2 separate regions of the Mus musculus genome follow, and region 1 is linked to region 2. Evidence: chromatin contacts called from public HiChIP or PLAC-seq data. All regions are on one chromosome and are shown on one strand. The core of a region is the stretch at or near the end of the contact, and the rest is flanking DNA. Distances in the headings are between cores, read along the strand shown.

Region 1 (4,599 bases), core at 2,088-4,587, 67 kb before region 2:
TGTCCAATGCCTGGAGCCCAAGGCATCCCTAGGACTTGGTGGGTGAGGGGGATGCAAAGAAGGAAGACACCACTGTTCTGTTCAGTAGGTCATCACTGCACTCCATGGGGGTCAGGGACTAACCGCCTGAGGAGACTTGGTACCTGGTTTTCTAGTTAAGTCGAAATGTGAAAGACAAGCTCAAAGAGTTCTGCAGCCATGGTTTATTGGCGATGCTTAGCTGAAGTCCTGGCTGGAGACACTTTCACCTCCCAGCCAGTCTTAGAGCTGTTCCCATGTAGGAGGATTGGCACTGTGTTACCTGGTTTGTTGGTCCTGTTGATTTCTTTCTTTTGTCTGCAAACAAGATCTTCAGGGGGTTTCCCCTGGTCAAATCTGATTTTTATTAATTTTGAAGGACTTCATAGCTTTTCTTCTCCCGTGGAAACAAATACACCACCTCCTCCCCAACTGTAACACATTTCCTTCCTTCAATTCTGACGTGAGGACATCCTTACTATAAACAGGCTGACTTAGTTCAGCAGTTTTTTTCTGTAATCCATTGTCTCTCGGGGGGTCTTTGTCATCCCTTTTTGTTTGCTTAGCGTGACTTTTAAAGAACAATTCGGTCTTTCTACAACTGCTTGTCTTGTAGGGTTATGTGCTATACCTGTAATTGCTTAATTTTCCAGAGACATATGTTGGAGCATTCTCAATCTTAGTTTGTACAGGTATCCCCATAATTGCTGTAACTTCTAATAAGTGCCTAATTACAGAGTCAGCCTTCTCAGAGCTTAAAGCAATTGCCCATTGAAATCCTGAATATGTGTCTATGGTATGGTACATTTTTTTTCAAACTGCAAAATGAAACATATATAATCTGTTGTATGATGTTGCTCTCAGGAAGCTTCAAACATAATCTGTACTCTTACCTCGGCATGTTGCATTTCGGTGGGTTGCTGATCTTATTCCTCAAGCCTTGTGGGACGTTCTCTTTCGGTACTACCGTTTCTGCTGTTGCTGTGGGTTCCAGATTGGAGTCTTCTGAAGATGCGTTATTCTGATTTAAAGACCCCTCTAACCTCTGTTCTATGACCTGTAACCCAGCGTTCCATTTTTCAGTCCTCTCCTTATCTAAGTCTGCTTTATTCTGATCTCCCTTAAAGGGGATATGTAAAATTGTAATCATTACTAAATGTATAATTATTTTTATGCTGACAGTTGAAACTATATGGGGTCCAAATGCTTTCTTCTATAGTGTTTTCTATATTTTTTAAAGATTTATTTACTTATTATATGTGAGTACACCGTAGCTGTCTTCAGACACACCATAAGAGGGCATCAGATCTCATCACAGATGGTTGTGAGCCACCATGTGGTTGCTGGGAATTGAACTCAGGACCTCTGGAAGAGCAGTCAGTTCTTTAACTCGCTGAGCCATCTCTAGCCAGTGTTTTCTAATTTTTAACATGGAAAATAATTTCTCCTTTAATCTCTCCAGCTCTCTCCTTCCTACAGATACTTTGTTATTTTCCCTTTTCTCTCCTTTCTTTGGAGACTTGACTTTTTATGTTCATTCATTCATTTCTCTCTTATCGTTCTCTAAACTTAGAATCTTTTTGTGTGTTTAATTTTCTCTAAGCTCTTTCTTCTAGGTAATTTTTTAAAATATTATTTAACTCTCTTATTTTATTTTACTATTTTCAAACTAATTCTGTCTATGAATTTTCATACCCAGTTTCTTTCATTCCTAAGCATTAAAACATAATTTCAAACTTTTTATTTTTACCTGATCAGAAGTTTGGCTGTGCTTGGATTTCTTCCTGTCTATTTTTTTTCTGGCTGCTTCTTCTCGTTGCTATAACCAGCCATGCCTCTACCCTTTTGCTCACAGGGAAATTGCGGTCCAGCCCTCTGCATGACTCTAGCCTTAGACTAGCATGTCTCCCATGGTTTGTTAGGGTCTATGTGCCCCCTGGGCTGGGCTGCTAGGTCTAGCAGGCTTTCCTTGATGGCTTTTGGCCTGGAGCCATTTTTGACCTCTGTCACCTACCCACTCTGGGACAGCTGCAGTATTTCGCTGCCTTTTTGGCATCCGGCCATTGCAGGCTAATCCCACCTGCTAGTCTATCTTGGACCCAGGCTGCTCATTCCCTCTGCCATACCTGGACAGTGCACTAAAGCTCCAGCCAGAGAGATGATGAGTTATCTCCCCAGTTACAGGAGCTGTGCTGGGAAGTGTACTGAGGCTCTGATAGAGGAGCTGGCTTTTCTAGTCAGCAAGGGCTTTTTTTTTTTTTTTTAAAGACCCCCTGTCCACAGTGCCTCTCTGTGTGTTTAATTTTCTCTAAGCTTTTTCCTCTAGGTAATTTTTAAAATATATTATTTAACTCTCTTTTTATTTTATTTTACTATTTTCAAACGAATTCTATGTATTTTCATACCCAGTTTCGCATTACGTGGCTAGAAAACCCTCTTCCACTCTGAAATTTCTAGCCACATATTCAGTGCGCCATTTGTAACCATGCTCCTTTCTCCCAGTACCCCAGTTCCCAAATAACCTCTCTGAGACTTAGTTATTTATGCATACATGCCTAGGCCGTGAGCTTGGACTTGTTCCCCGAGTCACCTGGAACTCATATAACTTATTTATTCTATTCTATGTGTGTCACACGACTGGTTACCTCTCCTCAGTTTCATATGCCTGTCACCTCAGAGTCTGGTGGCCAATCTTCCCGCCTCTCACTAACTCACAGAGTTCCTGTCTCTCTACCAGAACTCCCATCTCTTATTTCTTGCCTTTTGCTAATAGGCCATCGGCTTTTTATTGACAGGTGATGCTTCTGCATAATACCTAAGAGAGTCTTTCTATAACCAAAATATCAAAGTGATATTATATACAACAAGCTACAGCATTTTTTGTTGAGAGATGAACAATGATTTCTCACTCATTGGACCAAAGGTCTTTGGTTGTTCATTTGTTTTCGAGACAGTGTTTCTCTCTATAGCCCTGGCTATTTTAGAACTTGCTTCATAGACCAGGCAAACCATGAAGTCAGAGATATGCCTGTCTATGCCTCCGGAGCTGGAACTAAAGGCATGAGCCACCACCCCTGGCTGGGACCAGACCTTTAACTTACTTAAGCCCCTGTATAATATGGTTGTTTTCGAAAACCTTTTAGAACAGGGATCAGAAGTGCTGGGCTTTCAGTAAGGAAGAGGCTTGTGTTTACTCCTCCCCATCCCTGCCTTTTTGAAAACTGTTTAACAGTGAGAAGTGTGATCATTTACAGGGTTAAACTAAGGAAGAGTAGAAAGGCGCAGTGTGCTGCTTGTGTCTCCTCAGGGGCTTCAGCGTGCAGTTCACGACAGCACGTGCTTACAACCACGGGACTAACAGTGCTGTCTATTCAGTCACTCCTTGACTTTTATGGTTATCTTAATTATTCTCTCCATGTACTGGTATTTTTGTGACTATCCTAGGAATAGCTTGGCTGGTCATGTGCCCAGTTGGCATCCAGCAGGCAAGTTGATCAAGGGCAGTTTTCTAAAAATGAATGTGTATGGAGAGAGTGAACTAGGGGCAGCCAGCACAATCTCTGTCCTGTTGGTGTGCTGGCATCAAGAGCCTGGCCGCACGGTTTTGCTTGTCCTTGAAACTGCCCCAGACAGAGGTCACTCTTTCCTTTGGCCTGTTATGTAAGTTCTGGGCAAAGGTCTGTGCCTTAATTGCATAGGAATAAACTTGGTTATTAATTGTTTATGCCCAGTTCTCATTTGTGTTGGTTCTCATTTTGCATGAAGGTCACTCTGGGTTCTTATAAAATCCATTATTCAATCATATTCTGTGTATAGGACATAATTTTGAGAGCCAACTCTTAGGAAATTAAAAACAATTTCACTTGGTAATTATATGTTTTGAAAAAGAGGAGTTGTTCCATAAAGTATTTTCTGGGTGAGCATGAGAATCCAAGTTGCTTATGTACAAAGCCGGATGCCAAGGTGCAGATTCACAACCTGATCACTTAGAAGGCAAAGACAGGACGGTCCCGGAGGTCCCTGACCACCAGGCCTTGTCTAATCAACAGGCTCCCGATCCTAGTGAGAGACCAGGCCTCAAAAGACTGAAGTAGGCAACTCCTAAGGATAGATACCTGTTTCATTCAGGGTTTCTATTCCTGCACAAACATCATGACCAAGAAGCAAGTTGGGGAGGAAAGGGTTTATTCAGCTTACACTTCCATACTGCTGTTCATCACTGAACCAAGTCAGGACTGGAACTCAAGCAGGTCAGGGAGCAGGAGCTGATGCAGAGGCCATGGAGGGATGTTTCTTACTGGGTTACTTCCCCTGACTTGCTCAGCTTGCTTTCTTATAGAACCCAAGACTACCAGCCCAGAGATGGTCCCACCCACAAGGGGCCTTTCCCCCTTGATCACTAATTGAGAAAATGCCTTATAGCTGGATATCATGGAGGCATCTTCCCAACTGAAGCTCCTTTCTCTGTGACAACTCCAGCCTGTGCCAAGTTGACACAAAACTAGCCAGTACAGGGAGGAAGGTTTATTTTAGGGATAGAGGACATGATGGCAAAGAAGGCTCAGTGGCAGGCCAGTGAGG
Region 2 (4,865 bases), core at 407-2,906:
TTTATATCAAATATTTGGGATAGGCATAATTATTATTCTCTAGGTGAGAACATTACAAAGAACTGACTTGTTCAGGCCTACAAATGTAGCTAGACCGGTCTTTCTCTAGAGTCTAAGTGTCTGTTTTGTCAGGCTGAGACATGTATGGCAACTTGAGTCTGTCAGATAGGCTGAAGGAATAAGCCAGGGCTATGAAGGCAAGAAGCAGGAGAGTGGTGGGGTTAGGCCTGTCCCTGGGAGGTGACCAGAAGTCTTAGACAGAAGATACACAGTACCAATCCATGTAGAGTTTGCTTGCCACAAATATCTGTGTAGAGAGTCCCAACGTGGTGTGACAACTTCATAGATGAAACGAATCCCTTTATTCCAACAGATACCCTAAGGAAGCTTTCTCCCAAAAGGGGTCTGCTGACTTTTCAGGAATATTTCTAGTTACACGGTAGATTTTTTTTTATATTCACATTTTTTTCACATTAACGTTTAATCACCCCTTTAGGAATTCACTTTGTATCTAAAGACCACCTTTAATGTCTGGTCTTTCTGCCTCCACTTTGTTGCGTGCCCTAATTACAAGGAATGTGCTACCTAGCATACCTCCTTTCTGTGGTACTAGGAATCTAACCCAGGGCTCGGCAAGCTGGCCAAGCATCTAAATATCTACCCAGCCTCTTAACCACTGTGGTGGGTCTGTTTCATTCAAGTCTAGTCATGTTGCACAGCTAGGCTTGCTGACTGCCCTGGTGCATCGGTTTGTTCTTTGTGTCTGCTGCTATCACACGATTCTTCACTGCAGGAGAACTTTGAAATGACCACCACATAAATCTCTGGTCTTCCTCAGTGTGGCAGCTATGAAGCCACTTTGTCAGTGTGTGGAAGGAACAGTGCTAGAGAGTGGCAGTAAGCACCGTGACTCAGGGTCACAGCGGAGCAGTCCTGCTTCCTTCACGTGCACTGAAGGGTCTCCCTCCGGTTGCTCCAGGCAGAGCAGGAATGCTCAGGAATACTGATGTCTTTACAGAGGGCTGTCTACAACCACTTCCTTCTTTCATTTGCTGTGTGGGAAGATTGTTTTATCTCCACTGCCATCTCTTCTAGGAAGTTCTTTAAAGACCTCTTACAGAGATGTGTGAAGCTCCTGGTTTGCCACTGGTTGGCAATAGTAGCAGAGGCTAGAAGTACCATTATGCAAAGTTGTATCTCTGTTAAAGTTGTATTGACTTGAATTATTCTTCTCCTTATTACTTTGTGTGGATGAGAGTTTTGCCTGTATGTATGCCTGAGCACCATGGGTAGTCCTGTCGCCCATAGAGGCCAGAAAAAAAGGATGGACCCTTGGAACTGGAGTTACAGATAGCTAGGAGCCACCATTCAGGTACTGGGAGGTAAACTTGGGTCCTCTGCAAGAGCGGCTGAGCAATCTCTCCAGCTTGAAATAGTTTCAGGAACCATAACAGTATTTTGATTTAACAATTGTGATCATGTGATCGTTTCAATCTGAATAACCCACTCAGATAAAAGGGACACTGAGCATAGCTCACACATAGGATTCTGTCAGGGGTGGGAGGTAAGTGAGGCCCTGACACGGAGGCAGAGACTGGTGAGTTAGAGCCAGAAAAGGCTGGCCTCAAACCTTATCTATCACCAAAGCTGGCCTTGAAATCCTGCCTAGTCGTCCTGCTCCCCCCTCCTCCCACGTGCCATGCCGGGATTGGAAGCTGTGTGCACCGCTGTGCCTGGTGGCAGATGATGATTCTTCAGCTCCTCTCCCAGATTCCATGTTTCCAAGGAAGGGGCCTCAGGTGGGGATTGAGACGCGTCTGTCTGTTGGCTGGATCTGGACAGCGTGTAAAGAAGGCCTGATGGCGGAGGTCTGATGTTTCCTCCGCTCCCGTTACCTTGGCACCCTTAGGTATGATGAGGTGCCTTGCTTATACAGAGCATGGGTCTGAATGTGTTGGACATGTAATTAGTACAAAGAAAAGCTTCACAGGGCTGTCTATGGATTCAGCCAAATAAAGGGAGGTGGTGTGGCTGCCCAGGGAAATTAAGGAAGGTCACTGTCACCAATCCTTTACCCAAGTGGCAGCCTCTTACTAATCACCCACTGTGAGGTTCATTATCCGGCCCACCTTGCTGAAGGGCAGGTACAGCCTGTCACATCAATAAGTCTCACGGCATTAGAAAGCCCATTGGTAGCAGCCTTGAAAGGCATAGACCAACTGTGAGACCTGGGCAGCTTAAATTGGTTTTAAAATTGAGTTTATTCCTGAAGTACAGGAGATGAAAATAGAGAGGGAGGAAGAAAAGCAAAACAACAAACTTATGCATATTGTACATAGGCGGATGCAGGCAGAAAGCTGTTCCTTTTCAAACAGACAGTTTCTCAGAAAGTGTAGGGGCTGGCTTCCACCCTTAGAAGCCCCGTTTCTAAGCAAGTCATATTAAATGGTACTTCCCTAGGTGAAAATCAAGTTATCTCAGATAGAAAGTCACTTAAAGTACCAAGTGGAAGGACAACAACTCAGCGACAGTTTGGCTTTGTGCTGGTTGCTGCTTGTTTGGCTCTTGGTTTTGGTTTGGTTGGTGTTTGTTTGTTTGTTTGTTTGTTTGTTTGTTTTTTAATCCTTTTTTTAAAAAAGATTTTTATTTATTTGGTTTGTAAATATACTGTCACTGTCTTCAGATACACCAGAAAAGGGCATCAAATTCTATTATAGATGGTTGTGAGCCGGTTGCTGGGAATTGAACTCAGGACCTCTGGAAGAGCAGTCAATGCTCTTAACCTCTGAGCCATCTCTCCAGCCCCTTGTTTGTTTGTTTGTTTTGTTTTGTTTTGTCTTGTTTTTCGAGACAGGGTTTCTCTGTATAGCCCAGGCTGTCCTGGAACTTACTTTGTAGACCAGGCTGGCCTCGAACTCAGAAATCCACCTGCCTCTGCCTCCCAAGTGCTGGGATTAAAGATGCGTGCCATCACTGCCTGGCTTGGGTTTGATTGTTTTTTGTTGTTGTTTTGTTTGTTTGTTTTGTGCATGTGGGTTACATATATATATATATATATATATATATATACACACATGTGTGTGTGTGTTCGTGTGTGTGTGTGTGTGTGTGGTTTTTCCTCTCTGTTCCTTTCTTTCCTTTTTCAGCCATTTTGAGCTCTATAGTACTCTGAAAAAGAACAAGTTCTTCCCTCTGAAGGAAACTCTGAGGAACTGCTTTGGTCTGAGACTCCCTGCTTCAGAGCCTCTTTGGTACCAGACAGGAAATCTGTGCCTGCCTGGGCTGACTCTTGCCCACTTTCTTCTGTGTGGAGAGTACAGAAGTACTTGCTGTACCAGGCTAGGACTAAACAAACTCCAAAACTGTATCAGCCCCAGAAGCACAGTGCGCGTGTGGCTGGTTTTGGATAGTTCTCTCTGGAGATGAGAGAGGACTCAATAGATGGCCAACACTGGCTTTAACTGCTGTGCTCCTTCTGCATCCCCCTCCCACGTGCTGTGAGTGCAGACGTGTGCCATCATGCCCAGCTTAAGCCTCCCCCACTTCATTGCCATAATACCAGTGAGGCAGAGGCAAGAGTCAGGAGTTCTGCTGGGTCGTGGTGGCGGTGGCGGCGGTGCACGCCTTTAATCCCAGCACTCAGTAGGCAGAGGAAGGCGGATTTCTGAGTTTGAGACCACCCTGGTCTACAGAGTGAGTTCCAGGACAGCCAAGGCTACACAGAGAAACCCTGTCTCGAAAAAAACAAACAACAAGGCCAAGCCTATCTACAAAGTGAGTTCCAGGACAGCCAGGGCTATACAGAGAAACCCTGTCTCAAAAAAAAAAAAAAAAAAAAAAAAAGAGTCAGGAGTTCTGAGTCACCCTTTGCTACATAACAAGTTCAAGGACATCCTGCATACATCTTTACCTATTCCTAACTGCAAACGTTTTCAACTTTTATTTTCTCCTATAATTTTCTTAAATTACATTTGTTTAGCCTGACAGTGGTGGTGCATGCCTTTAATCCCAGTGTAGCTGGTCTTTGCTACTTCGTGGGTTCTTTTTGTTTGTTTGTTTTTGTTTTTTCGAGACAGGGTTTCTCTGTATAGTTCTGGCTGTCCTGGAACTCACTCTGTAGACCAGGCTGGCCTCGAACTCAGAAATCCGCCTGCCTCTGCCTCCCAAGTGCTGGGATTAAAGGCGTGTGCCACCACGCCCCGCTGTGGGTTTTTTTTTTTTTTTTTTATCTTTTCCCCAACCCCTGTTTCACCTGCCTCTCACTAGTAGGAGAGAAAGAAGGATGGGGGGTGGGGGTGGGGGAGAGAGAGATTCCTGAATCTAATTTTTTCTTCTTTGCTACTTTGTGGATTCTTTTTCTCACCCCAGCCCAGCCCCCCCCCCCACACACACACACACCATTTCTCCTCCTATTACTAGATAGAGAAAGAAGGATACAGGAGAGAAAGGGAGAAGTCTGGTTGTACTTTCTTTCTTCTTATTTCTTCTTTGCTTATAGCTGGGTTTTGCTACTTTGTGGATTCTTCTTTTTGCAACCCTTTATTCCCCTGGTTCCATTCTCTCTCAGGAGATAGGGAAGAAAGAAGGAGAGGGGGGAGGATTGGAGAGAGGGAAGGGAGGGAGGAAGAAAGAGGAGAGAAGCCAGGAGGGAGGAAGAAAGAGGAGAGAAGCCAGGCATGGTGGCGCACGCCTTTAATCCCAGCACTTGGGAGGCAGAGGCAGGTGAACTTCTGAGTTTGAGGCCAGCCTGGTCTACAGAGTGAATTCCATACACCCTGACAAGTTCCCAGAGTTTCAAATGTCACACAATCGCAGAAACTAACTGCAGCTGGCAAAACCATGCCTCTGCTAGAGCACATAGGTAA

What was found. HiChIP or PLAC-seq counts read pairs in DNA pulled down with a chosen protein or histone mark.
Region 1: a contact with region 2 is called in an H3K27ac HiChIP or PLAC-seq map of heart atrium, with 4 times the contacts expected there. The contact joins two enhancer-like sites. A contact is called at or near these places in 12 of 484 Hi-C or Micro-C datasets (the G1E-ER4 cell line, the HPC-7 cell line, the N1E-115 cell line and 6 more), 2 of 115 datasets of contacts at active chromatin or transcription factors (embryonic stem cells and heart atrium) and 1 of 9 other capture datasets (embryonic stem cells).

What each region holds. Positions count from the first base shown.
Region 1 is chr19:45,901,504-45,906,102 of GRCm38.p6, reverse strand. All of the region lies in intron 20 of Armh3 (armadillo-like helical domain containing 3), which reads left to right. Among named protein-coding and RNA genes, the nearest start is that of Kcnip2, 88 kb to the right of the region's middle. Within about 2 kb of position 3,337, at least 19 of the 459 cell types and tissues checked have an H3K27ac peak or open chromatin away from gene starts, as enhancers often do. A contact at or near this core is called in heart atrium, where this site is marked.
Region 2 is chr19:45,832,507-45,837,371 of GRCm38.p6, reverse strand. All of the region lies in intron 24 of Armh3 (armadillo-like helical domain containing 3), which reads left to right. Among named protein-coding and RNA genes, the nearest start is that of Kcnip2, 19 kb to the right of the region's middle. Within about 2 kb of position 1,656, at least 18 of the 459 cell types and tissues checked have an H3K27ac peak or open chromatin away from gene starts, as enhancers often do. A contact at or near this core is called in heart atrium, where this site is marked.